Linked DNA regions of Capsicum annuum: region 2 is linked to region 1. A link is a contact called in public Hi-C data. All regions are on one chromosome and are shown on one strand. The core of a region is the stretch at or near the end of the contact, and the rest is flanking DNA. Distances in the headings are between cores, read along the strand shown.

Evidence for each region. Hi-C and Micro-C count contacts between places; a contact is called where the count stands out from the background.
Region 2: a Hi-C map of leaf shows a contact between it and region 1, with 3 times the contacts expected there. The contact joins the promoter of LOC107843598 here to the enhancer-like site in region 1. A contact is called at or near these places in 4 of 5 Hi-C or Micro-C datasets (bud, leaf and placenta).

The regions. Positions count from the first base shown.
Region 1 is chr10:206,005,415-206,010,730 of UCD10Xv1.1, reverse strand. It overlaps the pseudogene LOC107843597. Among protein-coding and RNA genes, the nearest start is that of LOC124887636, 13 kb to the right of the region's middle. Within about 2 kb of position 1,935, at least 1 of the 5 cell types and tissues checked has an H3K27ac peak or open chromatin away from gene starts, as enhancers often do. A contact at or near this core is called in leaf, where this site is marked.
Region 2 is chr10:206,045,743-206,050,809 of UCD10Xv1.1, reverse strand. It overlaps LOC107843598 (protein fluG), which reads right to left and starts at 2,419. Exons shown (of 18, transcript XM_016687924.2): 1 at 2,174-2,419. The coding sequence starts at 2,338.

The sequences.
Region 1 (5,316 bases), core at 686-3,185:
AACTCATGAGCAAAAGATATTAAAACATACCAAGCCATATTCATCTTCTAGAATTTTAGAGAACCTGCGAAGTACATCTCTTGGACAATATTGCCATGGTTTACCAGGTTCAGTTAACATGTCAGCCAAAACCATTTCCTGGTGCTTTGCCCTGGATCAAAAAGTGCACACAAACATGATTAAATGTTGCTGCCCTTGAAACAACAAAACAAGACCAAGTCGCAGAGAAACTCTGTAACTCAATTGAATGGTTCCACACCAAGTTCCATATGTTTATCAAATATAAGATAGATCAAAGAACAAGATCGATATCAACATGTTTATTTTAGACAAATCAACTACAAAATACTTTTGTTTGATGTTCTGTCTTTATCCTACACATTCTCAAAGTATATCATAATACTCGTTTTTTATGAAGTAATAAAGTCGTACTAAAGGAAGGGAAAGACATGCCCGTATAACAGAAGTATGCCAAAAAGTAGAAAACCATACAAACGTATATCACACGACTCATTAAAGAACTTTATCAGTTTTTCTTACTTTAAAAGACAGATCATCCTCCATTGAGTTAGATGGAATCTACAGCACATAAATTGGAAGGGATAAAATGGGGAGGCAGCGCAGCAAGTGATAATTGAAACCTTGATCGATTGAAAACATGTATAGTCTGACAGAACAGATTTAAAGTTTCAAGAGCTAGAAATTTAGAACTCAGCAAATTTGAAAAAAAGGGAAGATATTGTTGGGGTGAACGACACTCAAATTTTCTCTAGATTATTCTGTTTTTCTAACCTTTTATTTTATCCACGTGATTTCAGTACTATATTTGGATATATTATGAAGGAGAGCCTTGGAGCAGCAGTAAAGTTCTCTCTAAGTATTATATAGGTCACAGGTTCGAAAGGGGAAATAGCCACTGGAGCTTGCATTGGGGTAGGATGCCTATGTCACACCCCCTAGGGTGCGCCCTTGCCCAGCAACTGCGTGAAGCAGGATGGTTCGTGCACCAGGCTGCGGCCCATTCAGAAATGTCATCTCAAATCCTAATCAACTTCGTTGTATTTATATTAACTTCTGTTGTAGCTGATCCATGCCAATTATCCTCTATCTCATTAGTGGCAAGTGAACGCATAGGAGTTCTGACCTTTAGCTCCAGTTAGCTAGACATCAAACAAAATTTTTGAAGTTCAATATTGTTTAAAATTTCCATTGCTGAACATGGGATGAATTAAAGAGGGGTCTTTCCTTATCTTCTCATATATGACTTGCCATAGAAAATATAAGGAGAATCTACTGCACATGTAAGCTTAAAACAGTGGAATATATCGAGCATTAATGCATAGGTTTCCAAGTAGTACCATGGGACTCTGCATTTGGTTGATAAATCCGGAACAGTTCTGACCTTACCAGTAGGGGAAATCCAAGTATCCTGTGCGATATCGTCACTTAGTGAAGTCATTCCCATACATTCAATAGTTAACCCTAAACCATGTTTTTTCACAGAACTATAGAACCTCTCTTGTGGAATAACCTGTAAGTGATGACAAGAAATGAACAAAATCAGTCCACTTTGACAGATCAGGGAAACACACATCATGTAGAAAAATAAAGCAACGAATGACTGCTATGATGAGAATAAAACATCATATAATTGCCAATATTTGGTATCCGGAATATCCAATACCATTACTTGTGTTAACTTTCAAATTATGATAACCTCCAAATTCAAAAGCACCAACAGCGCCTTAAAACATAGCCGAGAAGAAACGTTCAAATAATGTAATAGTAACTCTACAAATCGCCACAGGAAACAAGAACACATTCACGCAAATATTGAAATAGTCTATTAGGTTCTTTGTAAAGAAATGGATCATTGGGCCAAACTCAAACCAAAAGCTAGCTCATGAGGGAAGGATGGGACACTTTAACATTCCCCCGCGCATCCAGATCTTGTTAACTGAGGCATGAATAATATAATATGGGGGCCCAACACCAGTGAACAAAGAATTGGGATGAGACGGGCTGTGATACCATGTAAAGAAATGGATCTTGGGAGTAACTCAACCCAAAAGCTAGCTCATGAGGGCAGGATTGTCCAAGTCAATAAGAGGAGACCAATTGCCCGTCCCTTTTCCGATGTGGGACTCTTAACACTCCCCATGCCAAGTCTTATTTCATGAACTTATCAATTCCAAATAAAAATTTATAAAGAAAAACAAACACCAAACCTTTCGAACTACGTGATTATAGTACGACATCCTATATTTGTGAAGAGTGGAAAAAATATCGGAAAGCTTCTTGAATCTTAATATAAGATATCTGAGTGTTGATGTTTCACAGAATCAATATTTCAGGTTTCACCAAAAAATGGATATCTTTACTTTAACAGGCGACAATTTCCTAGTTGAAGTAAGATGAAATAGCAAAGTTGTGACGTAATTTGTGTTTTGAAATCTCTTAGTGACAACCTTTCACCTGTTTCTTTATGCTCACACTGAAAATTATTTAAGCAGTATGCCCGAGAGCTTCTCTATTCCTTGAAGGAGTCGTAATTAGCATGTGTAACAGTAGTAGGAGACACAGAATGCGTCCGTACTTGTACTCTGCTCTAGTAAAGAATGTGCTAAGCAACACAGTTGGGCCCTGGGAGTGAGGGGTGGTAGTGGTGGTGGTGTTAGAGTGGGTAAAAAGTCCCACATTGATTGGGGCATGGACTGGTAGTTTGCTTATATGGACTTGGGTAATCCTCACCTCATGAGCTAGCCTTTGAGGTTGAGTTAGGTCCGAGGTCCATTCTTGACATGAATAAGAAGAAGTAAGATTGAATATATGTGTTACCAGTTTAGTCAATATAAGAAGAGTGAAGTTGAAGTGATATTAAATAGGATTGTGATCTCTAAATGCAAACAATTCAGATAGTTAGGCTCGTTGTTCCAGGAGAACAGAATGAATTGTTGAAATAAAGAAGACTACCAGGTTGTTCTGTGATAGGAGGATGCCTACCAAAATGAAAGGTAAAGTTATATAGAACTGCTATAAGACTATCAATGTCATACGGAAGGCAATTTTAAGCTGCGAAAGTCCAACATAGCCACAAGATGAGTGCTGCGGATATACGCTGAGATGTATGTGCGACCTAACTACATTTTCCAATCAATATGGGTTACAACTTAAAATATATGGTTACTAAGACCAAGGTGTGCGAAATCTTTTGTCAGAACCTCAGGTCCATGTGTAGGTATTTTGAGATGATGCAAGGATATGGTATCCCCAGTTACACCATGTTTAGTTTAAGCTAATTGCCAAAAAAAGGTTTCTTTTTGGTTGACACACATAATTAAAATACTTCAAACCATTTGTGTTTCAGCAAACTGAACAAACTGTCACGGGCATTTGAATATCATAAAATAATTCGTAATCTTAAAACAGATGATACAACTTACACGACATCTATGCATTCCAGAGAAATCTATTCACATAACGCGAACAAGTGTAACATCCGTCAAGGGGCTGTTCTGTTCCTTCTTGAAGGAAGTTGATAAATGGAGAGGTTCTACATCAGAGTATCTTGAAGAAACATTAAGCTTGTAGAATTGCTTTGCAGTTTCTGCAAAAATATGTTTAACCACTGCAAGAGCTTCTGGAATTGAAAGATCACCATCAATACATGCATCGCGTAGAACTGAGAATACCACTTCACGCGCTATCTTTGCACCTGAATGGAAAATCATTCCAGATTACACCAATTAAATTTAGAAAGAAGATACAAGCTGAGTAACTCAAGGTGCATATTGTTGTATTGGCAAATTGAAATTTGCCAGCCATAAAATAATTCAACCAGGTAGCAAGGAAATGGACACGTACACAACACATTTTTGTTGAGATATAATTAAGTAAAAAAAAGTGTGCCTCTCGCTAAGAACTTAAGCTTTTAGATGACATGATCTCACAATTTAATATGGTATCAGAGAGCTTAGCCTGGGTACAAATCTCACTGCTACCCGTTATCAAAATGGACTTCCACATTATTGGCCCATGAAAAAAGAACCAGGCCTGCACGTGAGGGGGCGCGATGAAGATAGAATTAAATAAAGTGTGCCCTCTCTCCTAACTTAAGCTTTATATGGAATGTATTTGTGGCATATTCTGAAAAATGACGGTGTCATAGACATGTTTTTGCACATTTTTAAACATTATCTGTCATCAGAAGTCTGTACACATCATTTTACCTTAGGATTAGATTTTTGGAATACCTTTCTTCCTTCTATAGTGCTCTTACTCAGATAAAAAGATCCTACACTGTAGTCAGACCTTACAATTTTAAAAAAGGTAATCGATATATCCTAGCGAGTATAACACATTCAGGATATTGGGTAATCTAATATCAGACAAAGGTATGGACACATTCAAATGGTTCTACTGTCCAAACGCCATCTAGGTGATTTGGCAAGCTGTCAAAGTGTGGGCAAGGACATGACATTCTGTTAAAAGTTCTTGCACTTCTTAGCAAGACAATTATAATAGTTATTTTTAGATGGGCGGAATCAAAAACTTCTAATATATTCTGAAAAGCAATAGGTACAAAAGTTTGAGATGTCATGCTCCAAAGATAAAAGATAAGAGCAATTCATGCCAAACCTAAATAAAAGCTTTCAGCAAATGCGAAGCCATCGGTGCTGAACATAACCTGTTAATATCCAAACATTAGACAGGAAATTGTCCACTTTTTAAATGGTGCAGTTAGTTAGGTTCCGAAAGAGTAGTCAACTAAGAATATGGCAATGTGCTGCCTCAATTAGAAAGATAGGTACTATACACTTTGTTAAATATTTTGAACAAGGTCAGCTAATATTTAAATGTATATTTAAGAATATGAACAACCTTATTCATTGGAGCAATAGCCATGAGTTCTTTCACTGAGGATATCATCCTATGATAGCGATGTTTGGGAATTGCTAATCCAAAATCAAGATAGACCTGTAGTAACGGAGTTTGGCCCGGTTAAGGAGACACAAGGTAAAATGCAATCTTCATAATCAACAATAGATGTGAAAAAGTCTCCAATAGGGCGGGTAACACAAAATAGTAAGTAAAATCTGTGTCATAACATAAGGCATACATGTTAATAGTTTACGATAAAGATCTTACTTGAGGGTACACAGAAACCAGATATGAAGCTTCCTTTGCGAACGGGTAGGCCACATGCAAAAGCACTAACCGGGTCTTAGTGAATTTCTTATCCTCAAGGAGATTTCGAAGATTAAGGGGATTCGCTAGCCTCAGATCCAAATCCTTTTCCCCAAAACTGAAAGGCAA
Region 2 (5,067 bases), core at 1,170-3,669, 40 kb before region 1:
AGGGCCCTCTAAGTCTCTTCCCTCTCCCTGAAATGTATGCTGCAGTACATATCACAATAAATGAGATGGGGCAATAACTTGAAGAGCAAGACCCCATTCGCAGTAATGGAGAACCAGGCAAATTATCTCTCATTGATCAGAAAACCACTAAATGCTACTTGCAGAAGCATTCAATGCACCAGGGCCACCTAGTTGCTTTATCATATAATTGTTCTGATAAAGTGGTGATACTAAAGCTACCTGACACTATGTAGCGTTAGTGCACATTTTGGTCAACCCTCCAACATCTTTCTTTGGCTGAGCGGCATGTATTTCCACCAATGCTCGTTTTTCTAGTTATGAAGCGTGGCTAAGTGATCCAACTCACATGGTGCCACAACCTACGTTTGAGGTGTCTCATAAGTTCCAAGTTTTCAAGAACGCCTACACAATTGGATTCACACAAAAAGTATAGTCTTTTCTACAGAACAAGAAATGTTCCTTCAGCTCTTTACTGTAAAGAAGGGGAGGGGAGCCTTGGAGTAACCGGTAAAGTTGTCATCGCGTGACCAGGAGGCCATGGGTTCAAACCGTGGAAACAGCCTCTTCCAGAAATGTGGCGTAAGGCTGCATATAATAAATCCTTGTGGTTCATCCCTTCCACGAACCCCCCGCATAGCGGAAGCTTAAGTGCACCGGGCTGCCGTTTTTAGCTCTTAACTGTAATAATACATACACAAAATCCTGTTTTTCTTTTTTTGGTAAACATTCACTTTGCTCAACCTGTCACATCTTACAATGACACGTCCCATTTTAGTCCACAGAAAAATTTATCATCTCTCAAATCCAAAAGCTCTTTAATCAAAATAATCCCATTTTGCCATTAAGAACACAAATATTCCCTTTTCCCTCTAGTAAACTCTCACAAATCACAAAGTGAAACTGATGGAATAGAATCGATTTTAAACATATGTTGAATAGTTTTAACAACAAAACAAAATCCATTTGAATTCTTACTTCCACTATCAAGAAATGAATCTTGGACCTAATTCAAATCCAAAAGCTAGATCATGACTCATGAGCAAAGAATTGTCAAAGTTCACAAGCCCACTCTAACACTCCCTTCACGCTCAGACCCAACTAGCGTACGGATCGGGAGTCCAAACAGGGATGGACCCGACTCTAATATCATATATAGATATGATATTTAGACCTAACTTAATCCCAAAAGTTAGTGCAGAAAGGAGGATTGCCCAAGTCTATATAAATCCACTCTAACACCCCTTCATAAGGCACAACTGGAGCATAGACTGGGAGCCTAAACAGGAAATACCAAATAAAGATACGACACTTAAGTATAACTCAATTCTAAAAGTTAGCTCGTGAGGGATAATTGTCTTAAGTCCACATAAGCCACTCTAACACCCTTCTTGACTCTAAAAGTTAGCTCACGAGGGATAATTGTCTAAGTTCATATAAGCCCACTCTAACACCCTTCACGTCTAGAACCAACTAAAGCATGGACCACGAGCCCGAGAGTCCAAACAAGGATAATGGACCTAACCTCAATACCATATAAGGATATGAGAAACTTAAGTCTAACTCAATCCCCAAAACTAGCACATGATATGATGATTATCCAAGTTCTTATCAACTCCACTCTAACAATATACATACACCCAAACTCATAAACACATACATATAACTTCTTGTATCTATAGGCTATCAAGAAAACACTTCCCCCATTTTAATTTATTTGGCCTATTTTGACTTTGACATGCTAGAATTTTTAGAAAGTAAAAAGAAACTTTTTATTCATGTGGTCTTGAATTAAAAATACCTCAAATGTACCAAATGCACTTTAGTAAGATGGCCTTAAAACATGTCACGTGGCAATTACTACCTCCGTTTCAAAAAAGAATAAAGTATTTTCCTTTTTAATTCATTTAAAAAAGAATGACCGTTATTTTTTTTTATAATACTTTAATTTTAATTTTTCACATCACATGTTTAACACCATAAGATTAAAGATTATTTTGATATATTTGACAAAAATTTTGTTTACGGCTACAAGATTCAATAGTAAGTCTGTGCCAAGTTAAAATAGATGATTCTTTTTTAAACGAGAGTACTAAAAACGAACTAAAATTACGTGAAGCAAATTGAAAGTGAGGGAGTGAAAAAAAAGTGACACCTTGAAGTTGATGGTATGGGGTACATGAGATAAGGCATCACCATCAGCTTCAGAGAAGCAGTTGATAAAAGGGAAAGTAGAATCAATAGCCACTAAATTATGAGCATGAGCATCCACTATTTCCACTCCCTCTACTGCTTTTTTCAACTCTTCAAATCTCTCCATTTCCTTCTTCTTCCCAACAAAATGAGTAAGTCAAAGTTTTGGACTTTAATACAATACTTTTGGCAAATGTTTGCTAAGTGGCTTTGTCCATATATATAATAACTACTATACACGCACCTACTGCAACTATCCGATTTAGAATAATTATCATGCTTGAGTTTTTAACAATTAATTTTTAAAATTAAATTAATATAATATTTAAAATTAATATTTAAAAATTATAAGAAAAGTAATTAAGTTACACTTTTTTATACTAATATAATGATAAAAACGGACTTTGTTCTTTTATTCGAAAAAATAATTTATTTTATTTTTAAAATATTAATCAAAATTTATATTGTTTAACTCTTTAAAAAAAGAAAACCATGACACATAGAAAGGAACTAAGGGCTCGTTTAGTTATAGCAAAATTATCTCAAAATTAATTATTTAAGGACTTGTTTTTACAATTATTATCTCATGTTTAATATTAGATAAAAATAACACTATAATTCTAAATAATTAATTTCAAAATAAGTTATTTTGTGATTTTATTTTAAATAAATATGAATAAATTTATCTTTAAATTAATTTTAAAATAGAATATCTCTTATTCAGCATATCAAACCAGTGTGAATAACTTTCTCTTTTTGTCTGGATGTGCTGTGAATGTCGCGCCAATTACTAATTTTACTCATAAAGAGTGACTATTAACCACGTGGAATTCACTATCTCCAAAAACTAAGATATGCGTAATCATTTTACTTATCATTAGAAAATTAAATCCCCTTCTAATTATTTATTTTAACTACCAAGGAAGATATATTATTTTTTTCGCGTAGCTCGGTAGACTCTTATCTTGTTCTGATTTATAAAGTAAATACTTCTACTTATATATTTGTTATCTAGACCATTAAATTCATCTAAAACCATTTTTTGAAATCCCTTTTCGATCTATTAATCTGAACTTGTTGCACAATCACAAACACTTCATTAAAATTTTTAAAATTAATTGCCACATATGAAATTACGTGTACAGGATATAAATACTTAAGGGACACCCATTTTTTAGGTCATTTCAGACCCTTGTACAACTTTGTCCCTTTGTTTCTATTTTAATTTTCACAAAATTAACTGATTTTGCTCGATTGTTGTTTATGGTTATTGAAATCAGTGTAAGTGTTTAAACTTTTGTGCTAGTATAGAATTTTGGAGTTTGTTTCAAGCTTTTGTTCGAGTTAATGAAGTTCATTTTAGAGGTTTTAGGGGTTTTTACGATTCACAAATTTTTTCTTCTACTTTTTGGGGGATTTTGCTCTGTATTTTGTCTAATAGCATTGTAGGTAGTATATGTAGTAGCGATATGCCTTTAATGGCATATTTTGAGATTTTAATTAGAATTTAGGATTTTTTTCGTAAAATTATAATTGTGACTGATCTTTTGGGGGCTTTTATATTTTTTCGTGTTTAATGATCCTATTAGACCTATATATAACAACTTTATGCCTTCAATGACATGTTTTGTTATTTTGATTAGATTTTAAGATTTTTTTTGATAAAATCAATATTGAAATCGAAAATTTTGAGGCTTTTGCATTTTTTTGGTGTCTAATGCTTTTATTAGACATATATGTAGCATTTTTGTGCCTTCAATGGCATACTTTGTGATTTCGATAGGATTCTAAAGTTTTTTAGGTAAAATTAGAATTGAATTTTTTTTTCATTTATTTCTTCTTTAAAAATTAGGGTTTTCTACATAATTGACTAATTGTATATGTTATCTTGTCATTGTACAGGTTTTGTAACTAAATGGATACAATAGTAACACTTCAATTTACCTATAAGGGTGTTTTCTGTCAGACCTTGTTTTAAGATATGCAAATGGAATTTGTGATCTGAAAAAAATTGTTTCATAAGTTATCACTGGAATGTGGTGTGGAAAAAGTTGAAACCTTAAGGTGTAGAGTTAACAAAAAGAGTTACATGTTAAATAGTGATGCTGATATTTTAAGATTTACCAACAGTTTAAAAGCTCGGGATTTTGTTGATGTATATATTGTTACCAAATTAGTGAACCTTTAGTTGTTTTTGATGAAAATAAGATTGAAATTGTAAAAAAATTAGCCTCGAAAAATAAAAAAATCTAGTGTGTCTAGAGCTGATGTGACAGTCATTCCACCATTATTACTACTTTATAATGGTGATGTGCCAGTCCCTTTTGAAATTGATAAGACTGATGTGTTTTTACGTCAACCATTGAATGTTAATGAAGATGAGTATATAAATGAAAATCAGCCTCATAGGACAGACAAAGGAAAAGCTAAGGTATCTTTAGAAGAATTACAGGAAGGTCAAGTTAATGACTTGTCCACATACCATCTTCAAACATCTGATTCTGAAGTAGATTTAGATATCAGTGATTTTGATGGTGATTCACTTTATGATGTTGATGAAAACACTAAAAATTTGAGTGATTTTGATGAAGAGTTGCTTCAATCTAGGCAGTCTAACAATGAAAAACAAGTAAAACAAAAGGCTGATAGAGTGAATCTAGATGAGATACCATCTGAACCAGTAGGTATAGATGTTGATTTTGAGGAAATTTTTAAGAACAATGGGGGCTAGATATTAAGGATATGCATCCATCGGTTCGATTTAATTTATCAATTTTTTATTTTTAAGTATGCTAAACCAATAACCACAGTTCGATTTATCGATTTTTGGTTTCTAAATATGCTAAATCAATAGCC